Linked DNA regions of Arachis hypogaea: region 2 is linked to region 1. A link is a contact called in public Hi-C data. All regions are on one chromosome and are shown on one strand. The core of a region is the stretch at or near the end of the contact, and the rest is flanking DNA. Distances in the headings are between cores, read along the strand shown.

What was found. Hi-C and Micro-C count contacts between places; a contact is called where the count stands out from the background.
Region 2: a contact with region 1 is called in a Hi-C map of leaf, with 2.1 times the contacts expected there. The contact joins the enhancer-like site here to the promoter of LOC114925719 in region 1. A contact is called at or near these places in 3 of 8 Hi-C or Micro-C datasets (all in leaf).

What each region holds. Positions count from the first base shown.
Region 1 is chr17:43,012,794-43,019,120 of arahy.Tifrunner.gnm2.J5K5, forward strand. LOC114925719 (pectin acetylesterase 9-like) reads left to right here and starts at 3,548. Exons shown (of 7, transcript XM_072221835.1): 1 at 3,548-3,646; 2 at 3,808-3,908; 3 at 4,210-4,272; 4 at 4,721-4,796; 5 at 4,895-5,000; 6 at 5,151-5,296; 7 at 5,502-6,327. The coding sequence starts at 3,548. The coding sequence ends at 5,726.
Region 2 is chr17:43,497,429-43,503,539 of arahy.Tifrunner.gnm2.J5K5, forward strand. No RefSeq gene overlaps it. Among protein-coding and RNA genes, the nearest start is that of LOC112765834, 8.3 kb to the right of the region's middle. Within about 2 kb of position 3,808, at least 3 of the 3 cell types and tissues checked have open chromatin away from gene starts, as enhancers often do.

The DNA.
Region 1 (6,327 bases), core at 2,298-4,797:
AAACCAGGTTTGAAAATAAGTAAGTTTACGAGCCTCATCTTCTACTCAAAATGAATGGATTCTTTGCAAACTGCTGAACTAAGTAAATGAGTTTTAAGTATAGCTTGGAAAAACTCAAGGACAAATAGATAGAGTTGAAATGATGTAAGTCCAAAACCAATTGATGGAGGAGAATCTGAAAAGTCAGTCCAATATCTTTGCTACCTTTTTTCAAAGTCAGAACTTCAAGGAAGCAAGAGATTCAAATATAAAAGAACTTTACTGAAAGTAACATCATCGTACTTTTTTGCTTGTTTCCTTAGGTTGTTGTAACCATGAAAGTAAGAAATTTGTAAACTAGAATTAAAACTTAATTTGAACAAAGAGATTAATACTTACTGAAATTAATTGGAAGAAAAACCATGACACTTGGTTTACTTTTTTTCAGTATCTCTCATCATACTAACTTTGAACGTTGAAAATAAATAATATTACGATGTACTTTAAAAAAAAGAATTATACCTTTATTAGTCAATCTTAAATTTGAATAATGAAAATGAGTTTTTTAAAGAAAAATCAATTGGATGTTTGATTACTTAATAGTACACTTATCAATGTAATTTTCATATTTATTATTTGATTACTTAATAACATACTTATCATAAACCGAATTAGTTAGATTCGGATATATATATATAAAAGTTATACAATAAAAATCATTTGTATTAATTATTTAATAATTTTTGTGCATAACAGTAACATAGTATTACAAATTTTATTTAAATATACATACATAATAATCTTTTTATATATAAGTGGAATCCAATAATATGAAATAGTAGTAGACTTAAAAAAAGGTTATCTGCGCTATCAAAAGTAGAAAATGAAATAGTATTTTATCCTATACAATGATTTTTTATGCATAACAAATTAAAAATTTCTAAAAAAAAAATAACAATTATTAGTATCAATTAATATATATTAGCTAATTTTGACATTAGATTAATATTTGAACCGCACTATGGACAGGTTTTACAGTAGTAAAAATTTATAATTTGGTCCACTAAACATCGACATTTCTAGTTAATATAAATATTCCTTTCAAAAAAAGTAAGTGTAACTCATTTTTGTCCTCAACGTTTAGGGTAAATCTTATTTGTGTTCCTAACGTTTAAATCGTCCTATTTGTATTTCTAACGTTTGTAAAAGTGATTCAATATTATCCTGCCGTCAATTACACATCATGAGTGCTTTAGTTTGAGTTTTAAAAATCTCTTCTTGAAGTTAGAATACAAATGTCTGGGATAGAATCGATGATCTACTCCGAAAAATACCTCATCAAATGTTGAAACTAATTCCTACAACATTTACATAATTCACTTTTCTAGGGATATAATTGAATCTAAACATAAATAGTTGGTATAATATTAAAATCGAACACATCCAAGTAAGACCTAATTGAGAATGAATACATCCAAGTGAGAATAATTGAAAAAATATAATCTGATTTGTTAGTATAATTGATAGTAGGATAACATTGAATCACTTCTATAAACGTTAAGGATACGCAAATAGGACGATTTAAACATTAGGGACACAAATAGAACTTACTCCAAACGTTGGGGACAAAAACTATACTTTACTCTAGTAATAAATAAACTAAAGTTTACCAACTCAAAGGGAGTATTCTAATCGAAAGTACAACGCTAAGTTCCAAGACATTAAATTTTTATGACTATGGCGACTTATTATTGTGGCAGTCTAGGGAATATATCTTAAATATGTCATAGGTTTTAGTAAGAAAATAATCTACGGTTAAGGAATTTTTGTCCTAATAAATCCAAATATATAGACATTAATAAATATAAAATTAATATGAGCAGTATTTTCATTAAATCACATAATTAAGTATGACATAGATAATTTGGTATAAAGTAAAAATATACTTTGAGTAATGCTTAGCTTGTTGTGTTTAGAATTGTTTAATTGTATGGTTAAATATATGTTTACTTTTGCAAAAAGCACGAGTCATTTTTGTTTTATCTAATAAATTATGAATGTTTCTCCATAGAAATCATGTTTCACTACAAAAAAAAAATGTGTTTTAGCGACAAACTTTTAGTGGCAATAACATAATGACCACTAATTCTTTAATTTAAATTATGTTTTTGCGGTAATTATATATTTGCCATCATTACTATATGTTATAGTGGCCATTATTACTATTGCCAGAAAATTATTATTTTTTATTATTTATAATTTTAATTTTTTTAAATTATTACGGTGGCCATTATCATTATTGCCACTAAACTTTATTATTACTTTCTTTTTATTATCCCTAAATGAAATTGAAAACTGGAGAGAGAAAGAGAAACTGAAAAAGGAAGAGAAGTATGGACACTGGGTTAATTCGCGTGCTTTCCTCCATCGCCGATCACCACCGCCGTAACCGTTGCCATCGCCGACAGTCGCCGTCCATCATCCTACTCCTTGGACCTCATTTCCATCCGATCCACCTCAGATCCGCATCGCTTTCATCATTTGTTCATCTCAGATTTACGTCGCCAAGGTCTTCTAGCCACTGTTATTGTTCTTGTTACAACACCGCACCTCCGCCGCTGTCGGTAGGTCTTCTCCATTTATTTTTCGATTTAGGTTTCAATATTTAGAAGCCTGTGATTCTCTCTCTATATTATTACTTTTGCTCTGTTTGCTTGAAGTGTTTAAGCTAAAATTGAAGTGTTTAAGTGTTTGTTTTTGATTTTGAGATAACAGCCAAATATTATCTAATGGAAAGGCCTTTGGATGCTTCACGAGCGGTTCGATTCTTATAAATGGAAGGAATGAATGAATCCTCTCCTTCAAGAAAATTATTGGCTTTGTGACACAAGATGATGTAGTTCATGGAAACTTGACAGTGGAAGAGAATCTCTGGATTAGTGCACAATGCAGGTACATTATATTGCTGCACATTCTAACTGAACTATGTTGTTACTCTTGAGTGCTAGAAATGTACTTATTCAAGTGAATTTTTTTGTTAATGTTAAAGGTTATCAGCTGACTTGTCAAAACAAGAAAAAGTTCTAGTTCTTGAAAGAGTTATTGAATTCTTGGGGCTTCGATCTGTGAGGAATTCCTTGGTTGGAACGGTGGAAAATCAAGGGATCTCTGGCTGCCAAAGGAAGCGTGTAAATGTCGGATTAGAAATGGTTATGGAACCTTCACTTCTGATCTTGGATGAACCCACTTCTAGTTTGGACAGTGCATCATCTCAGCTTCTTTTAAGAGCTCTAGGATGCAAAGCGCTTGAGGGAGTGAACATTTGCATGTTGGTTCACCAACCCGGGTAACTTCTTATTAAATTATCCAAGTTGAAATCTGCATGAGAAAACATTTTGCAGATTAATCTTATGCTTCCCTCACAATGATTTGATGATTGATTTTGATACTTCAGCTATGCATTGTTCAAGATGTTTGATGGCCAAAATTTTTGCAGCCTAGAGTCTTTGAATTCGGAAGGCAAGGTTTGTATTTTCTATATCCTCTTCTGCGGCTTGTTCATATGAGTATGAATGAGAACACTTGCCACTGTTTCAAGAACTTGAAGGATTTGAAGCCATTTGGCGCAAGTTCAGCGGGTCAATCTCTGGAAAACTTTGGTTTCCTAGTTTCTCTTGCCAAAAGTAATTCTTTTACCCAATATTCTCTCTTGTAGAACATTTGAGTACTTCTTTAGTTAATCAAGTAATTGAGAAAAAAATAAAAAGCAATCTAATCTGTTTAATTTGACTGAAATAGTAATTTGTTTTATATTAAAAATTTGATCAGAAAGAGGCAAAAACTCATTTGCCAGAATTGGATGCAAGAGATGGAATTTCTATTGACATGGAAGACATTGGAACTTCTCAAGTTTGGAATATGCGCTATAGGTATTCTATAATTTCACTGATTAAAAGAAAAAATAATTGTGAACTTTGATCTTATTAATTTCTTTAAGTTTTCTTTGCATTTTGTCATGATCTTTATAAGACATTGGGACTAAAATTTTCTTTTGTTGGATTATTATTTCCTCTTGGAGCATCAGATACTGGCCAAACAATAAAAGCAGGATGTACCTGCTTGAGAACACTGGTGAATTTTCTAGCTTTGCCTTTGGCATATATAGTTTTAAATTAAGGATCTTATGTGAGAATGGTTTTTCAACTTTCGATTTCAATTTCAATTTTGCAGGAGATTTTGTGAAAGCCAATGGACTCCAAGAAGGAGATTTCGTGAAAGCCAATGCACATATATGTATATAATCTGTGCTTTACCTTTTAGTTGAACATTATATATATATATATATATATATATATATATATATATATATTCCCGAGCCTAAAGAATTAGAGGATCTTTGGGATTTGTAGGGGAATGAAATAAGGGGGATGTATATTGTATATGAATATTATATATTATTGTATGTGACTAGTTCCAGAGAAAATACTAGTGCTGAATTATTATTGTTTGATAAGATTTCTGGATTAATTTTTGTTCCTTATTCAAAGTAATGCATTGGATTATGATAAGTAGTATTATATAACTTATGAACATTTCTATATATTCTTCCTCGATCAGTAGACGGTGCCTTCAGTAGTATTATATTCAAGACTTGGTGTGTTTATTCTTTTTTCCATTAACTTGCATCATTAGCTCAGGAAAACTACACAAGAATTTGACATTTTGAAGTGTTTCCATGCAGTGCTTCTTTCCACAATGTGTTGAGATATATATCGACTCCTTATTTTATCTTGAATTCAGCCTATGATGTATTTCAAGTAAGAATTCCGGACATATTTTGTAGACTATATTTGCATATATCTTGGTTAATGTCATTGGCAGAATGTAGGATGAATAAAACTTCTCATGTCAACAGTTCCATCATATATTGGTGCCACCTTCTGCTAATATGCATGGACATTGGAACAAGTGCAAATTGGACCCAGCAGCATGCACACCACTCCAAATCGCCATATTTCAAGGTTCCTCTTTCAATTGTCATATTAACCATTCAGTTTTTGAAATCACCCCGATGTGTTAGTATTTTCAATATTTTGTCAAAGAACTACAAACTTTGCTTCATACATGTTCAAAACCGGTTTTGCTGACTATAATAAGTGCATTTTGTTCAGATTTTAGGCTCGACATGCTTGCAACTTTGAGACCTTTCGCAATCTATTTGGGAAGAGGAGGAATGTTCATAAACTCATGTTTTGCTCACTGCCAAAGTGAATCACAAGATACGTGGTTTGAAGATGATTCCCCAAGAATAAACAAGGTATTAATTGCTATGAGACTTTGTTATACTGTGCATTGTTCAACACGATAATAGGCTAGTGGTAATCAATTGCACCAAACATGCGTTTAGTGTTATAGGACAAACAAGAGTTTAAAGCAAATAGGCTGAACAGTATTAGTGATCTTTACACTCACAACTAGTGAATTTTCTAAGTCAGTAACACTTAAAATTCTGTCTTTTGCAGACAATTGCAGAAGCAGTTGGTGATTGGTATTTTAGCAGAAAAAGAAGCAAGGAAATAGACTATCCATACCCATGTGACACAACTTGTCACAATCTTATACCATATCCTCGTGGTAATATCTGTTTCTTAAAAATTTTATACACTAGTTGCTTTGGATATCGCGAAGACTTGAGGTCCATTTATTTAATAAAAAATTTGGAATGTTGCAAGCCAATAGAAGATTAAATTCAAAAGTTTTCAACTCTTACACCAGCTTTTCTGCCTCTCATAGTAAAGTTATTCTCTAAGAAAGGGTTCAAGGACCATTTTTCAAGTACAGAAGATACACAAGTATACAGCTATCAAGCATGCAGCAGAAGCTTGACGATCTATGTGAGCAATTAAATAGCACTAAAGAGCTCTCAACGGCTACCTTCAACAAATTATCAAACAAGGATGGAGAATTGCAATTGAGTGAGGCGTTTGGCTCTGAGAAAATCAGGTTTGTTGATTGTAGTTGTTGGCATTGTGAACAACATCATGACCTTTTCAATGAATTGGTGACTATGAAGCTCTTCTGTTTACTCAACATTTTATGACACTGTTTTGATCATTCACTAATTCACTTTGTTAGCAAGTTTATAGTTTTAGATTCTTTAGTATATTCATGATTCATGATTTTCTTTCTTCATGTACTTTTAAATAATTAGATTAGTTACTAAAAACGAAAGTTAGTAGGCTACTTTTAAAGGTACAATTGTAGATCATTGTTAACACTTATATTGCTATATTGATGTAACATAGTTATAAGCTTGTAGTATTTTTTTTGTTGTTTAGATTTGTACTA
Region 2 (6,111 bases), core at 2,558-5,057, 480 kb after region 1:
ACTGTGTCCTATCTTGATTTCCTTTCTGCCTTTGTTCAGTTTTAAACCACCGTAGGTTATGGGATTCGCTGCCATTGTTACTATAGTTGCCCCCATGTTGTTGCTACTAGGGCTGCTAGTGATGATGCTGTCATTGCTCCATTGATTCGTGTGTATATTGGTAGGCATGAAGCTTATGTTGTTGCAGCCGCAACTTTCTGCTGCCCCGTCCAAATTTCGTGCTTTCATTCCATGTTGCTTCAATCTTCCTCACCTTTTATCTTGGCACTTTGGGTTTGGTCTTTTCGGTCCCTTGAGACCAATTCGTGAGTAGGCTTTACATTTATAATTATTTGGCTTTACATCTATAATTATTTTGATATGTGCTGCTTGAATTGATGACTATACTTACAAATTAACAACAAAGATTTGAATTTGATTTTAATAATGGATTTATTAGAACTAAATATTTATATTTGTGAAATTAATATCTTCAATCTGACATGAGACTGTATACATATTTGATGAAGTTTTGTATTATTTTAGAATATTCGATTTTATTTGAATATGTGTTTCTGGAACATTGAAGTATTTTTTATGCTCACTTATATACTCTGAATTTGTAAAGTATATTGGACATTTCATATGATTGAAAAGAATTTTGATGAGAAAGTATTATTTGCTTTGATTTGATACGGTATATATTTGAAAGATTAAAGATTGGTTGTATTTAAATTATAAGTTTGAATTGGTTTGGGAGGCTCGTATTAGAAAACCGTAGTTAACGGCGGTTATGACGTTAACCTAGATGCATCTGACTCAGACCTCAGCTAGCAGGGGTGTTGTTAGCCTAACGTGTAGGCCACACGTTGGATCTGTTATTCCGTACGGACACACTAGAGGAAAGGGCTACCCTTAGAGGTGGAGCCGCCCAAGTATGGACTATTTGATTTGATTTCTGTATGAGAACTCCCTTATTAATTCACTTATTCATATAAATTATTATTTGCTAACTAAGCTTATTTTTATAATAATGTTTATATGGTCTCATGTTAATTATAGATGTACTGTCTAGTCACTGAGTTGCAAAACTCACCCCTTTTTCAAAAAAAAAAATATTTTTCAAGAACAAATACTTGACTCTGTGAGACTTTCTAATCAAGAGTCACAATCTGCAATGAGTATCTATTTTTGCCGAATTCCTAGATGTATATGCTCCATATGTCACAGGCAGGATCCAACCGTTTATTAATTATTCTAATTTTTTTAAAAATGTATAATTATTTATTTTATAACTTGTAAAATATTTGTAACTTTCTTATTCAACTTATATTTGAGTTGGTTAGGCTTGTTAAGGGACTATTTTTTTCTGAGCGCCGGTCATGGCTCATTTTGGGGCGTGACAATTTATTAACTAACTACTTTTATTAAAGATATTATTATATAATATAATTTTTTGTAAAAATACTTTAAAAAAATAATTTATTTAAAATAATTATATATAATACATGAAAATATTAATTTTTTTATCTTTTTAATTTTTTTTTTTAAAAAAACAGAATAAATAATATAATTTTAAATACATACCTAAATAAAAAAGTTAATATTTTCGTGTATTATATATAACTTTTTAAATAAATTTTATTTTTACAAATATTTTGATAAAAAATTATATTATATAATAATATATTTAACAAAGTAATTAGTTAATAAATTTTAAATATAATAAAATAATTATTTGTCAAGTAATATAAAATAAATTTTATTTATTTTATATTTTTATGTTATAGTTTAAAATATTATTTTAATATTATAAAAAAATTTTGTATATATATATATATATATAAAAGGTGGGTCGGGTTAGAATTTAAAATCTGTCAAATTGAAAAAATTCACCAAATTATGTATATATGTTCTAATTATGTGACTTTATTTATTTTATTTTACAATTTTGTATATATGTTCAAATTATGTCACTTATTTTTTAAAATAAAGATGGTTCTATTGACAAATATTATTTTGAACAATTTTATTGAAGTTAAAAATTTAAAAAAAATAGTAAAAAAATTATATTATAATTTGACTATTTTTTATTTGATTTAATTGTTTAATTATTATTTTTTAGTTAATTTTAATTAATTTTATTTAAAAAAACAAAAAACAAAGTCAAACGGCTAGCATTTTGTACCCACTTTAGTTGGTGGGGTGGGCCGGCCCGTCCCACTTATGGTGCGGGCCTAGGCGAAGTGGGGCAGGTTGGGGCGGGCCGGCCTGCATTGCCACCCCTAATATATATACTATCTAATAAATTTTTTATATATTAAATAATTATAATCATATAATAACATTGAAATCAGAAAACATATTAAATATGTTACAGTATAACTATTTAAAATATCATTTTAATATAATTTTTTAATATTATAAAAAAAATTTGCATAAAAATTTTGCGAGTTTGGCGAATTTTTTTAATTTGACAGGTTTCAAATCCTAATCCGACCTACCTTTTTTAGCGAGTTCGGCAGGTCAACCTGACGGACTCGACCCATTTTGTCACCCCTAATATATATATTAAGAAGATTATCACATATTTTACTATATAAAAGTAGTAAAAACTTTTTTTTCTAAAAAATATAAATTAAATAAATACAAAAAATATAAATTTTTTTATTCATTAAGATTAATTATTATGCAATTTTTTTTATAATAATAAAATGATATTTTAAACTACAATATAAAAATATAAAATAACTAAAATTTATTTTATATTATTTGACAAATAATTAAATTATTATATTTAAAATTTATTAACTAATTACTTTGTTAAATATATTATTATATCACATAATTTTTTATCAAAATATTTGTAAAAATAAATTTATTTAAAAAATTATATATAATACATGAAAATATTAACTTTTTTATTTAGATATGTATTTAAAAATATATTTTTATTCTGTTTTTCTTAAAAAAATTAAAAAAAATAAAAACGTTAATATTTTCATGTATTATATATAATATTTTAAATAAATTACATTTTTAAAATATTTTTATAAAAAATTATATTATATAATAATATCTTTAATAAACATAGTTAGTTAATAAATTTTAAATATAATAATCTAATTATTTGTCAAGTAATATAAAATAAAATTTTAATTATTTTATATTTTTATGTTAGTTATAGTTTAAAATATTATTTTAATATAATTTTTTAATATTATAAAAAATTTGCATAATAATTAATTTTAATATTATATTTTATATTTAATTATTTAAGAATAAAAGATTCTGTTGTCGTTTAAAGTATTGTGTATTAAAGTATTGCCATTTAAAGCAGTCATTTATGTACTAGGATATTCTTTATTTATTAGAGTCCATCAATACTCTTTTTTTATATTAACCTTTAATTTTCATCTAATAAAATCTAATGACCTATATAAGTATGGCTCATTCAATAAACACATAATTGTTGAGCTCGTTTTAGAGATAGCCCGCTACGTTTACCCTAAATTTCGATTCTGTGTCGATTTTTCATTGTTAAATTATTTTCATTTAGTCCTAATTTTAAAGTTATTATTGTTGTTGTTGTTCTTTGTTTTAAACCTAACTTGTGATATTATTATACCATTACTCTTTTTTTGGGTCAGGATATTATAGTTTTGCGTTTTTTTTGGACCTGTTTATAGTTTTACTTATACACAAGAATTATAATATGTATTGCTTTCTTGGACCCATTACAAAAGAATTTTACAAGAGCCCAATAGATCAACATCAGGGAAACAAATAGCAAAAACGAAATCAGGAAAACAAAAGAAACGAGAACAATTCTTATCCCAAAAAGAAAACGGAAGTGAGCCCATTAGTTTATAGTACACAGATATTCCTGTTATGTGTTTAGTCCAACAAAAATAAATGAAAGAAAAAAGTGAAAAGCTATGGTGAACTATAGTGGTAAAAATAAACCGAATTGGTCGGTTCAATTAAAAAACTGATAAATCAAACCGGATAAAAACCGGTGTGAACAAATTAAAACTGATAAAAACAGATAAGAACTGGTGAAAAATCAGTCTAACTGAATTACTTAAAAGAAAATTCCAAAATTAATGTAGATATAATTTAAATTTGGGTCTTTCTTGTTACTACATACTTTCTTTGCTATTGAACTATGTTATTCCTTGATAATTTATATGCTAATTATTAATTGTGTAGTAAAACTGCACAATAATTTTTTAGATATTATTTTAATTTTATACTCACTTATATTTAAATTAATTATAGGGTTAAGTACGAATTTTTATAGGTCGAAAATTTTTTTTGTCTACAATCTTTTTTTTGCATACAAAATGGTCCCTAAGGTTTAACTTGGTTTTAAATTTTTTGCGGCGGAAGCAGAAGTAGAAGTAGATCGTGGACAGCTTCTTTTTCTTCTTCTTCCCTTCCCCTTTCTTCTTCTTCTCTTTTTCCTTCGCAGGAGTAGAAACACTTTTCTTCTCTTATTTTTCTTTTTTTTTTTTAATTTTATAATTCTTTTTATTATGAGTAGTTTTGTCTAAAATTTTAAGATTTAAATAAAAAGGACGATTTTATATACAATAAAGGGTTGGGGACAAAAAAAATTTTCAGCCTATACCTTAAGGACCAAAATGGTACTTAACCCTTAATTATATTTTTATTATTCATAATTATTAATAAAAATATTATTGAATATGTATAAATAAAATATATAAAATATTTTTATTAATTATAATATAATTATTTTTTTATAATATGATTATATGTTATTTATTAATATTTTTTTTAATAAATACGTATAGTATATAACAATATAATAAATATAAAAATACATTAACATAAAAATCAAATTAAAAAATTTTTATTATAAAAAAAATTAGAATTGTATATACTTATTTAATACTAATCGATTATAACTTGTGGATTATAATTTGTTAAAATTTGATTGTTTTTAAAATATTAGTGAAGATATGTATTTTGAATTTTAATTTAGATTTTTGACTATTTTATATTTTTTATTTACGTAGGACTTATTGATTGAACCAATAAACTAATAAATTAGTAGTCTAATCGATTCGATCACAAATTCGATTCTGACAACTATGTGGTGAATACATTAACCCCACTTTCCATGACCAAACATTATCCCCACTTTCTAATCTCACTTAGAGAGAGAGAAAGCCGACTCACCAATTACAATTTCTTACAAATTCAGTCATTTTTCTATCAACTACTAAACCAAACAGACGTGATTAGACAAAAATGTCGATAAGAAACCATGACGACACCATATTTGGCTGAAAAATTTAGATATGAAAATTTTTTTATGTTGCTTCCAAAAATGGGAATGAGAGGTAGGACTGCACATGGGATCGATAAAGTTGGGGTTGGTCTTGATCTGAATTCGACTCTAAATAATGGCTAGGTCTATTTTTAAAATTCTTATCCAATTCTAAATTTGGTGAATCACATTACTGACCAAACTAAAATTGAGTCTAAATTAAGTGAAATTCGGATCTTAATAAACTTTATATCAAAAAGTTATGATGTACTTATTTATAAAGAAAAAAAAAATACTTATTACCAAGAAGTTGACATTCATACTTAAAATTGAATTTGTCTATAAATTCTAGTTTTATATTTTTTGGTCTATTTTTTAATTTAATAAATGTGATTAAAAATAAAATAATAAGTTTATAATTAATATAACATAATATTAGATTTAATTTAAAACATATATTTTTTTTAGTTCTTTTAAGGTGCACATGGGTTTGGTGAAGTCAAGTTTGCCTTGATCCAGACCTAACCCTAAATAATGACCAGGTCTATTTTTGAGACCTTTATCCAACCTTAGACTCAGTGAGATCACATTAAATTTATTCTAAAATATTCGAGTCTGAACCGAATCTTTGAGCCGGTCCGAGACATGTATACCCCAAATGAGAGGTGTTAAATCGAAGTATGGTGGGACCTATTTTCTCGTAGTTGGCGAAAAACAGTTCTCGCCTTGTGCGAGAATAGTGATTTTAAATTTTTTTCAAAATGTGAAAAGCGATATTTCGCTGCAAGTGAGAAGAGGTTTTTTTTTTTAATCTTTTGAGTTTATACCTATTTTGG